Regions from separate parts of the Macaca mulatta genome. Here region 1 is linked to region 2. A link is a contact called in public Micro-C data. All regions are on one chromosome and are shown on one strand. Each heading gives the region's core, a stretch centred on a gene start, on an enhancer-like site or on the middle of the called end of the contact. The rest is flanking DNA. Distances are from core to core; before and after follow the strand shown.

Evidence for each region. Hi-C and Micro-C count contacts between places; a contact is called where the count stands out from the background.
Region 1: a Micro-C map of CD4 T cells shows a contact between it and region 2, with 7 times the contacts expected there. The contact joins the promoter of THAP6 here to the promoter of USO1 in region 2. A contact is called at or near these places in 3 of 14 Hi-C or Micro-C datasets (CD4 T cells, fetal cortex germinal zone and fetal cortical plate).

What each region holds. Positions count from the first base shown.
Region 1 is chr5:58,294,940-58,301,032 of T2T-MMU8v2.0, reverse strand. It overlaps THAP6 (THAP domain containing 6), which reads left to right and starts at 4,406. Exons shown (of 5, transcript NM_001261521.1): 1 at 4,406-4,471; 2 at 5,384-5,483. The coding sequence starts at 5,404. It overlaps RCHY1 (ring finger and CHY zinc finger domain containing 1), which reads right to left and starts at 4,274. Exons shown (of 9, transcript NM_001261545.1): 1 at 4,147-4,274. The coding sequence starts at 4,236.
Region 2 is chr5:58,081,558-58,087,652 of T2T-MMU8v2.0, reverse strand. It overlaps USO1 (USO1 vesicle transport factor), which reads left to right and starts at 3,739. Exons shown (of 24, transcript XM_028848504.2): 1 at 3,739-3,993. The coding sequence starts at 3,928. It also overlaps a transcript of G3BP2 not described here.

The sequences.
Region 1 (6,093 bases), core at 3,157-5,656, 210 kb before region 2:
CTAACATTGCAGAAAATGCAACAAATGTAAGAGATAGTCCTGGTTTTCATGCATGGCAAAGACTGCCAGTTGTTCACCAAAATATATCCTCTCCTTCCTAGGCACAATTGTTCAGCTCTATCAGACAGATGGCCATATGCCCTAAAACATGACAAAATGATACCAACAGAAAAATCTCGTCCCTGGAGTGACCACGTGGAACAAACCCCATCACCAATCTGCATCACTCGCCTTGGAATTGTTAAATGGGAAGAAATAAAACCTCTATTCTTCAATCTACATCACTGTTGGGTTTTTTCATGACAGCAATTTTACCATTACAAGTATATCAAGAGATTTCCAGGCCAGTGAGCTAACTCAATACTTTCCAATACACTGTGACCTTGCAGATCCACTCATTTCTGAAGGCTTCCTATGCCTTGACTTACCATAACGTAGTTCGCTCATTAAAGATTTTAACATTTAACTGGTTTCCTTTTTCTGCAACTCTCAGTCCTTGACTTTGTCATTTCCAATAACCTTGTCCTCCAACCCACTATTCTCATAGTTATACCGTAGAACAGTCATTCTCAAATGGTTTGGTCTCAAGATCCCCTCACACTTTTTAAAATTATTGAGAATCCCCAAGAGCTTTGGTTTATGTGGATTTTATCTATTGACATATACCATATCATAAATTAAAAAGGATAGGTTTTTAAAATATTACTTTTTAAAAGTAACAAACTCATTACTTGTTAACATAAATAACATATTTTGATGAAAAATAACTATATTTTTCCCCCCAAACAGCTTAATTCTTCTATCTGCTTATGCATTCAAACAGTTGTGGCTGAAGTACAAGAAGAAACTCTGGCCTCACACAAATATGTACACTGGAAAAGAAAGGAGTATTTTAATAGCCTTTTTGGAGAATTATGGACATTATTCTCTGATATTACACTAGAACAACTCTTAAAGGGTAGTTGCAACATGAAATCTGAAATCATATCAATGAACTTTTCTTCCTTGGTTACATTTAAATCTATTGATCTATCTTGCACTTCAAATGGATGTTTTCCTCATGCATTGGTCATCTGGAAAATACCAGTTCAGTGAGTTATTTACATCTTCTAAATGTTCACACATTTAACATTTAATATCAAAGTCTTTAGGTATTGAAGAAAATCTCACCAAAAAAAAAAAGTCTTTTAAAAAAGCTTCCAATCTCTCAAAAGCTAATAAAAGTTTTCCAAAATTCTAATTTTTGTGTGAAAGCTTGAATTTTATCACTGGCAACAAATACTGTCATTTTCATTTGTAGTGAGTCTCACTTTTCTCCTTTTTGAGAAAATGTCTGCCAAACACCCAAATGTGAATGACTACAGTTTTTTCAAGTAAAAAAGTTGTTCCAGGAAAAAAAGCAACTAGTTCACTTTACAATCCAATTGCACAAGAGCTTTTCCTCAAGACAACCCTCTAATTTCAGTTTGCAGAAGGGTTTGATCAAAACTTCCCATGTCATTGAACGGCATATTAAAAAGACATATATTCAAGGGTTGAAATGTGATTAAAATTAATGATGTTACTGCTTTATCAACATTTTTAAGAGAAGCTGGCTTTTTAAAAAAACTATAGGTGTAGTATAGTTCAGTGCCACTGTCTTGATTCAAGCTAAGGTACTGGCAGTACTAAACAGTGCTTTTCCACCATCAGTGCATGTGTCAACAGACTGAAAAAAAAACAAATATCTTAGTATTCACAGAAAGTAGTTTTGGCCTTGCAGACCCCCTGAAAGGACCTCGGGAATCCCCAGGGGTCCATTCACCACACTTTGAAAACCACTGCTACAGAACAACAGCGCACCCTCTCTGCATCTCAATTCCAAGCATGAAATTCTCTAACCATTAACTCCTCCCTAACTTACTCCAAGTCTCCCCTTGCAACACCCTAGTTCCCTTCTCTCTTCCTCTACACTCACGAATAACAATCCCAACCCTGGTTAAACCCTATTTGACTTACATCAGAAGCAGCTGAATATCACTAGAGAAAAAGCATCACCATTCTTGCTGGTTCATATGAAGTGGACACTTACTATCACGTTTCTCCAATCAATTCTGTCACTCTTCTAGCGTCTAAGACCTAAGACTTAGATGATCATTTCACTTCTCCTCTGGCTTTAAAACTCTAACAAATCTTTCTTCCTCCTTAACACTCTGCTGATGACCTTATTTCACTATAAAAACAGTAAACATACTTCCTGCTGATAGGCCTGAAAAGAATACCGTCCTATAATCTCTATTAACTTACTTGCAAATATACCTCATCCTCTGCCTTCCCTTACTAAGAACTGACAGTCTATGTTTCTAAGGCCAACTTCTTCACTTGTGCACTGGATTTCATACCCTTTGGCTACTCAAGGACAATGCCCTTACAGTTTTCTCTCCCTCTCCTGCATTATAAAACGTTCTCACTCTATTGTATCATTTACTAGAATATACAAACATGCTGTAATAGTTCCTCTCTTAAAGAGGAAAAAATATAGTGCCACATCTCCCAGCAACCACACCTTATTATTTGCTCCCCTTTACAGCAAAACCCCAAGAATAGCCTATAAATGTTATTTTCAAATACACTCCTCCCATTCTCTCTTAAATCCACTCGAATCCTGACCTCTCCGCTAGAACTCTTCTTGTCAAGATCACCAGTGACCTCTTCCTTGCCAAATCCAAAGAGCAATTCTCAGTTATCTTACTCAAACAGCTGCATTTGACCTAGTTGACCACATCCTCCTCGAAATGCTTCACTTGGCCTCTGGTATTTAAGGGGTGGGGGTGGGGGGGCGCAAAACCTGTGACACCCAGGGTGAAGTATCTTAGTGCTATGATACACAAATCTAGTTGTGTGGTTTATGGGGGGCAGGCAAGATGTTAAATTCCGTTTTAGACCTCAAGTTTTAAAGAGTAATAATACATCTCAGTAGAAACTGAATCATAAGGATAGCATTCAATTTCCTTACACAACATTTGGTGGCTGACCAACATTTTTAAGGAGCTTCATCCAGTGCAGTGGAGCAACGTTCATCAAGCCATGACCTACAGAAAAGAGTTTAGGATGCACGTAGAGGCCTGAGACTAGAACTTGCTTCTAATAATGAGGCAATGACCAGCAAGGCTGACTTGTGAAGTGAAAGGACAAAAAGTAATAATACTCAGATTAATAGTAACAGTCATGATATTAGTAATAGATGATAGATAGTAGTAATACATGATAGTAATAGTCATGGTGGTATACATTTACTACTCATTTACTTCAGGGAATGCACCCTGTTAGACACCATACATGCCCTTTAGTATATAATCCTCATACACTTTTATGAAACAGGTGCTATCATCTCCATTTTACACATGAGGTAAAGAGGAGCAAGCTAAAATCACAGTTATTAAAGAGGAGAGCTAAGATTTGGGGAAAGGGTGGTTGAGGTTCCAAAGACCAAGTTTTCTAAGAGAAATTTTTGTACTGTTTCTTGCAAGGAAAATCCGGAAACTTCAATTGAATACGTATCAATTTAAAACAAATACAGATTAAGAAGTTTTCCCAAAGTAACAATACAAGCTCATTAGGCACTTTCCTATACATAATTTTCTATTTAATGGCAATTACATGATTGTCTTCTTTTTTGGGACACATGTTTTTTCCTACATAGGTCTGAACATACGCATTGCCTCTAAAATGAAGCTGGCAGGCTATAAAACTTTACTACAGGAGCTGAAATCGTATTCGGGTTCTCCACCTGTTTATTTCCATTATCTCCACTTCCATTATTTCATCACACACCTGAACGGAAAACCCAGTACAGGCCCGGGGCTGCCTCAGTCTACTTTAGCAGCAAAAGACGAATAAGCCCACTGGCAAAGAGACCACTGTGCAAGCCTAATCACTTCCCAAGAAAGAAGGGTTTTGCTTTCAACGTACGAAGCAGGTAGGAAAGGTGGGGCTTCATCGCCTTGCCAAAAACGTTCTCCTCAAGAGGAACCCAATTCCAGGTGAAAAAGGTATCCTGAAAAGCAGGTTAACCTCAAACTTAAATCCAAGCCTAACCGGCTGCCCAGCCCGCCCCAGCCCAGCCCGGAGGAAGCTTGTCGGGGAAGAGCCCATAGAAGGCGTCACCTTCAGGAGACATCCTCTGTCATAGTGCTCGCAACCCCGCTGCCCTCGCTCTTGACCGCTGGCGCCATCTTCCCGCGCCGTCGCCGCCATCTCCTCCACCGCCCCTCACATTCCACCGATCCTTCCCCCAGGATAAAAACCACGCCCAGAGAAGCTGCGCCTCTCTAGCACACCCCCTCCCAGCCCCAGCAGCCACCAGCGCCAATATGGCTCCTAAGCACGTGACACGGGGCAGACGGATTTCCGGTTCCCGGGGCCACGAGGCGGAAGCGAAGGCAGACGCAGTGTCCGTCGTTGACGTTAGTCGTAGTCTTCGCTGCTAACGGTAATAACTCTTAGGTTGCCTGTTTTTCCCCCCATCGCTACCCGCCCAAATCTCAGGGCGTGGTTCGGAGCGAGGTGGGCGGCAGCGGCGCGGAGACGCCGGTTGGCGCCTGAGGAAAAGACGCTCACTAGGTGCATCGTTACCTGTGACGGGCGGCCCCTCCCTCTCTCCCTCCGGTGGCGGGGAGCCTGGAGAAAGGGGCGGAGTTCGGCCCGGGCCTTGGGCTCATCGGGTCCCGCGCGCCGCTCCTGGATGCCAGGGCACTCGCTAGCACCTGGAAGTGCTTCTTGCTTCCTCCTTTTCCCGTTTACTTGCTGTTCATTCAAAGTATGTACTGACATTCACTATTGCCAGTCACCAGCTAAACCGTAAGGACAAAAAGTAGGAAAAAATAGACACACTCCACCATGACCTCATGGAACTAAGACTGGTGGAGGAGGAAGACATTAATAAGAGCGATCACTGCAATAAATGTAAGATTACAACTTGGAGAAGTGCTAGAAAGAAGTGTGTGTCCTGTGAGAGCTAATATTAGAGCAGCTCTGACAATCTGGGTGTCAGTCATGGAAGGTTTCTCTGGCGAAGCAATGCAAGCTGAGAGCTGAAAGATGGGTAGGAGTTAGTGTGCAAAAGGCTTTGTGGCACAGAGAACATGGTACCTGTCAGAAGGTGGAAGGGAAATGTACAAGCCAACAAAATTGAAATCAGACTCGGGGTACATAGCTAAATATGTTTCTCCTTATTAAAGAGTCAAGACCCTGGAAAATGTTATAAGCAAAGCTGCAGGTGTTAGAAGAAGATACTTGTCTTTAGCTTTCTAACCTGATTTCATGTTTCCTAAAACACCGGGAAAGGGAATCTATTCCCCTTCAGCTTTCCAGTTACTGACTCAATATTCTAATTTTCTTTCAGCTCTGTTATGAGTTGCTAAAATGGTGAAATGCTGCTCCGCCATTGGATGTGCTTCTCGCTGCTTGCCAAATTCGAAGTTAAAAGGACTGACATTTCACGTGTAAGATTGTGCTGTAGTTTAAGCCAAATACTTTGGCCATGTTATAAAAAGCAAAAGACAGTTCTGCTTGTCTTCAATTTTGAACTTTAGTTCCCGAGTCCTTTTTAAATAACCTGTTTTTAAAATTTGAAGTGACAATGTGATACCTTTACATGTTTATAATTTAGTTTAAAAGTTTTAAGATACTTTAAGATACGAGAGACTGGTTTACAAAAAATACCGTTAAGACTAACTTTTGCTAATATTATTACTTTGTATTTTATCATATCACCAAAGAAATTCAATGTTGTTTACATATAGTTTACAATCTGAATGCAGGGGCTTTGCTCAAATATATTGCCGTTTCTATTTAGAAATAGATCAAGCATAGGTTATACAGAAAAAATATAAATTACAAGTTCAGACCAAGGGATCTTTAGCTGTGTTGCAAATAAATCAAGATGATTTTAGTTTCATATTTTAGCCATTCTCCTGAGAGCCGTGAAAGAGTAAGTGAAAGAGTAGTAAGATTTAATAATTGTTCACTTGTTAAAGGTTTATTTTGCTGCTTTTGTGCCAGGCACTGTGCTATGTGTTAGAGAAAGATCTCCTAGCTATTTGGTTAGATATA
Region 2 (6,095 bases), core at 2,490-4,989:
TGCTGGGATTACAGGCGTGGGCGTGAGCCACCATGCCTGGCCTTTTTTTTTCTTTTTTTTTTTTTTTTTTTTGAGATGGAGTTTCACTCTTGTTGCCCAGGCTGGAGTGCAATGGCGCAATCTCTGCTCACTGCAAACCTGCACCTCCTGGGTTCAAGCAATTCTCCTGCCTCAGCCTCCCCAGTAGCTGGGATTACAGGCAAGCACCACCATGCCCAACTAATTTTGTATTTTTAGTAGACACGGGGTTTCTCCATGTTGGTCAGGCTGGTCTGGAACTCCCAACCTCAGATGATCCTCCCGCCTCAGCCTCCCAAAGTGCTGGGATTACAGGTGTGAGCCACCTCGCCCAGCCTCAACTAGTCTTTTTTTTGAGACAGGGTCTCACTCCATCGTCACAGCTGGAGTGCAGTGGCACAATCATGACTCACTGCAGCCTCGATCTCCCAGGCTCAAGCGATCCTCCTACACCCTCCCAAGTAAATGGGACTACTGGCTGGGAATACAGGCGCATGCCACCATGCTCAGCTAACATTTTATTTTTTGTAGAGACGGGATTTTGCCACATTGCCCAGGCTGGTGTCGAACTCCTGAGTTTAAGTGATCCTCCCACCTTGGCCTCCCAAAGTGCTGGGATTACAGGTGTGAGTCATGTCTTTAAAAACCTATATACGATACTGAAGGGGCTTATAACCTAGCAAAATAATAAATAAATAAAAACCTATCTATGATCTATTTCAAATACAAATGATCATTTATATTTATCCTCCCAAGCAGGCATAGACAACATTCTACTCACTACCACCCCAACTAAAAAACAATCTTATGCAATTATATTTCGTTGTTTTTGCTGAGTTTTCCACTAGAAAGTAAGAAAGGATAGAAATAGTGGGCCACTGAAAAAAGCGATTTGAAAAACTGAATTTCAAACCAATGAATTTTGTTTGTTGATCTATTGTCAGGTTTGGTTTAGAAAAAGAAGAATCATTCTTACTTTTGATTATGTGTATTTTAATGATTCATGAGACTCTCATCCTGAATGCTTAGATTTATGAAAGCCAGACGTATAACAATGCAAGTCAGGCTGTCACAATTTGTTCATGTTTTCTCTTCCTTTATTAACTCAGGTAGTTCCTGAGCATCTACCATATTAAAGGAATTATACTAGATGATTAAAGGGTGCAAACAGGAATATAACACAGTCCCTGACTTTTCTCACTCTACAAAATCAGTAGAAGTGGATTAATATGTAACTATTCCTCTGATATAAGGAGTCCATCTCATGGTTGTTCTCTAGTGACAATGCCTCGGGGATCCCACCTTCATCACCTTTGCACCCAACTGTCCATCACTCCTGTGCAGGGGATGCTGCTAGGGAAGAAAACAGGTCAAATGCAGGGAAAACTCATAGTAAGCTGTCACTACTATATTCACTAAAGTATAGTAACCTACTTTACTCACTAAAGTACAGTAACCTACTGTACTCACCAAAGTTTAAAACAAAACAGGACATTTGACAAGGCTGGTGCCTTTAAACAACTTTGCTAAAATGTCAAGGCACTCTTTTCAATTATTAAATAAGAGGAGTAATAGACATTTGTGGCCCACTCCATCTATGAGCCTCATTCCTGATGATGGGGTAGAGTGAGGTTCAGGGAGAAGGTGAAGTGAGGTTCAGGGAGGGGTGAAGCTTAGGGGCTTAAGTGAAGCTCTTTGCATCCATTTCTTAGTAATAAAAATGCTGAGTAATTTACTACTTTTTTTAGGCTGCAACAAAATGCTCCCGTGGAAAATGTCTACGGTAAAATGTCAAGTGTGTAGTTTTAAAGCAGAGGACAATGCTTAGTGCACAGTATTTTTGGCAGTATGACCCCACCATTCTCCAAGTTGCCCAGGCTTAAAACCCTGGCCCTAGGAAACACATTGCCTATGATGTGTTCCCTACAGTTTCACTTTACAGATTAAAAAAAGGGAACCTCCTCCTTAGTGTAATATTCATATATTCTTTCAATGATTTATTCATTTATCCATCAATATCACCTTTTATGAGACAGTGGTAAGCAACAGAGATATAAAATGAATAAAATAGTCCTGCCCTTAACAGTTTGGTTTAGCAAGCATTTATTGAATGTACACCATATACAGTATTAATAACTGCAAAGTGCTAACATATAGATATGTACCTAGATTTTAGGGAAAGCTTTCAAGAATGATGCCAGAGTTGAGTCTTAAGGAATAGCAGGAGTTTGCTTGATGAAGAGAAGGGAGGGGAAGGGCATATCCAGGTCTGAGAAAAATGCCCAGAGTATGTGGGGGAAGCAGGAGCTGAAAAAGTAGGCAGGAACCAGATCATAACAGGCCTGTATGACAAACTAAGGAGTTTGGACTTTATTCTGGAAAGAATGGGGAACTGGAAGATTTTAAGAGGACTGACATGAACAGATGTTTTGCTGTTGTTAGTCTCACCCAAGGATGGACTGGAGATTGGACTGGAAGGAAGCCAGAGCTGAATGCAGACAAACTAGTTAGGAGGCTGTTGCTGTAATCTCAATGAGAAATGATGAGAAGAACGTAATCTATGTCACACGCATCGAGGATGGAGAGCAGAGGACCTATTTAAGAAATATTCTATAAACAGAAATGATAGGACATGACTATTGATTGGACACGTGTGGGTGGAAAGCCAGAGTCTAAGATTCTTCCCAGCTTCCTGTCTAGCTTAGGCAATTATTTGGACAGTGGTACTACTGAGCACGCACGCACACAGTAGAAGCAGCATATTGACTTTTTTCTTTACGGGAGGCAGGGGTAGATGATGAGCTCAATTTTAAATGCTGAATCTGAGACCCGTGGGGAATCCAAGGGGAGAGGTCCATGAGTCAGTTAGCTAACTAGACCTGTGCTTTTTAGCCTCAAGAAATGTACAAGACTATTCTAGAAGCGTGTGTACTGACAACCTCACTGCCAAAGGAACAGGCATATCAATTAGAGAAAGACATTTTTTCACGTTAAAAAAAAAATTGAAAACACAGGGGTTGAGAGTTAATAACAAAACATTATGTTACTCGCCAAACTGCCACAGCAGAACAATGTATTTCTCTAGCAAGCTAAATGTAGGGTTTGGTGGGTTTCCTCCTGATGACACTTGAAAATAGAGGTGTACCTGGTGTTTAGATCTAGGAATTCCTTTCAGCAGGTTTGAAGAGAAAGAGCTGAGAAATGCGCCCTCCAGTGGCAGTGGAATGAGGGGTGTCTAGTAACCCTTTTTACCACCAAACAAAGCCCTGTAAATAAATGCAATTTACCGGGATCAGAAAGCCACAACGCTGGTACTAGTAAACCGTCAAACCAAGCGAACCCTCCCAGGGGCCAGGAACCCTTACCTGTCACGTCGGCCGAAGGAAAAATTTCACTTTCGACTCAACAAAATAAGACCTCAGATTTGATAGCTTGCAGTAAGTCCCGCTTGGCAACAATTAAACACCCTGCAAGTCGAAACGCGTAGTCTAATCAAATCCTCTCCAGCCTGCAGGGCCGGGCTTCGACCACGTGGGTGGCTGCGGCCAGCAGGATCAATCCGCGAAGGGCGGGAGGAGGCGTGCCCCTGCGGCGGGAGGCGGGGCCTGCGCAGTGGGTGGGGCTTCGGTGGAACCTAGCTACGAGGTTCCTTTCGCCTCCGCTCCCCTTTTGCCTTCAACCTTCGGGCCGCCACGTAATGCCACGTCCCCGCGCATGCGCATCTTGGCCGCTGGTGGCGGCTGTTTCCGGGCTTAGGGGGCTGGAGTGGCCGCCGAGTTGGAGGCGGTGGTGGCAGCAGTAGGAGAGTGTAGAGTGCGGGACTGGGGGCCAGGCCCTGCGGAGGGCGGGGGAAGTTGTCTTCGTTTTTTTTTCCGGAGGGGCCGGTAAACCTGGTGGCTGAACGGCAAGATGAATTTCCTCCGCGGGGTAATGGGGGGTCAGAGTGCCGGACCCCAGCACACAGAAGCCGAGACGGTGAGAGGAGCAGCGGGTCTGGGACTTGGGAAGGGGTCCGGGCAGGGACGGGGACGGAGCACTCGGAGACCCGAAGGTCACCTCCAGCGTCCCACCATGGAGGGGGATCCACATGCCACCTCCCCCTTTGCCCTCCTTCCGCTCCTGAAATCCCAGAGTTATTCACTGACGCCCCCAGCTCCCTCCCCGTTGCTGCGGCTCGGCCGGACTGACGGCAGCCGCGCCCCACAGCTCTGTAGGCCCCGAAGCTCGGGCTAGGAGAGTGGTCCGCAGGTGGTACCGTCCGGGAAGGGACGGTTCCGGGGCCGAGCTGGCCCGAACTGCCTCCCACGCCCCTCGGGGCCGTGGGCCCCTCCCTCCCTCCTTCCCTTTCGCCTGTGTCTGCACTGGCCGAGAGGAGCCTGAAGTCCTGCTCCCTCCCTTGCAGTCTGAAACTGGGGCGTTGGGGAAGACTGCGAGAAGGTTTAAAACCCAGCTGTTGGTGAGAGCATGTGGCTAAGAATAAAACGATATTCTTTGAAGCACAAGTCCACCTGCTCCTGTCCCATCAACTGGAAGAGCGGTCGTTCTGCCTGGTGTTATTTGTTCAGGTCTCGCTTTTCGGGCTCACCCAAATATATATCGTTTGGCAAATGCTACCTTGGACGTAGTAGGGATCTTTCGCGCTCAAACCCCTTTGGGGACACATCCACCGCTTTCTGCCTGAACTCGTAATGACACGATTTGCAGCGTTATTTAAAAAAAAAAAAAAAAAAAAGTTAGCCACTGAAAACAGTATTTAATAGTTGCTTAGATTCTAGGTTTAGAATATACTTATTTTGAAGTTTGATTAGTGTTTAATGGAACCGAGGGTGTATGCCTTTTTGAAATAAACTGTTTGAGAAGAATTTTAGATCTACATTAAAGTGACCAAGTATAACACTTTAATGGCCAACTTTGTTAATGGGATCCTGAGGGATAATATAGTAGCTTTCATTTGTCAAGCTATTACCTTGTGCTAGGTACTGTGCTGAGCTCTTTATATTCCACATTCTGCTTTCATCGTTAACTACCCTGCAAGATAGGTGAGAGTATTCTCACTTTAAAAGTCAAAAAATGAGGCTAAGAGAGTTCACCTCTTAGGCCGGACGTGGTGGCTCACGTCTCTAATCTTAGCACTTTGGGAGGCTGAGGCCGGCGGTCACCTGAGGTCAGGAGTTCGAGACCAGCCTGACCAACATGGAGAAACCCCATCTCTACTAAAAATACAAAATTAGCCGGCCGTAGTCGCACATGCCTGTAATCCCAGCTACTCAGGAGGCTGAGGCAGGAGAATCGCTTCAACTCGGGAGGCGGAGGTTGCGCGCCATTGCACTCCAGCCTGGGCAACAAGAGCGAAACTGTCCCCCCCAAAAAAAAGAGAGGTGAAGTAACTTGACCAATGTCATACTGCTAGTAATAGAGCCAGGATTCAACCAAGAGGTACCTTACTTCAAAGCCTACACTTTATTGCTCATGCCTGTATTTCAATACTTTTTGAGAACTTTATATAATATTATTAAAATTAACTGCAGCTAGTTGCAGTGACACAGGCCTATAATCCCAACTAAGGGGATGCTAAGACAGGAGGATCGCTTGAGCCCAGAAGTTTGAGACTAGCCTGGGCAACATGAAAAGACTCCATCTCAAAAAAAAAAAATTAACTGCACAGGTCTGATTAGAATTGTTTAAAGCATAAGGTGAAAGCTGGTATATCTGTTTCTTTCATTTGAAAATCACTCTTCTGTCTCTCACTGTCATACACAACACATGCACACAGTTGGCTTCACTTATCCATTCCCACTTGGTAACAAGGCCTACCCTACTAGAAGATCATGTTCTGTCTGGATTACCATGGTCATGCCATAATCACTGCCACCACTTGTTTATCTGATACTTGTGTTTGTGGCACCAGGTTATGAAATACGGTTTATTACAGCTTGCTTTGTGGAATTAGACCTTGATTTGAATCCTGGCTTTCCCCCCCTGATTGGATTGGATATGTAAGAGATAGCTAATACCCTGTAAGTAAAATGAGGAAAATGCCTGCTCTTCAGGATTTAATGAAGATTAAGTGAAATAAG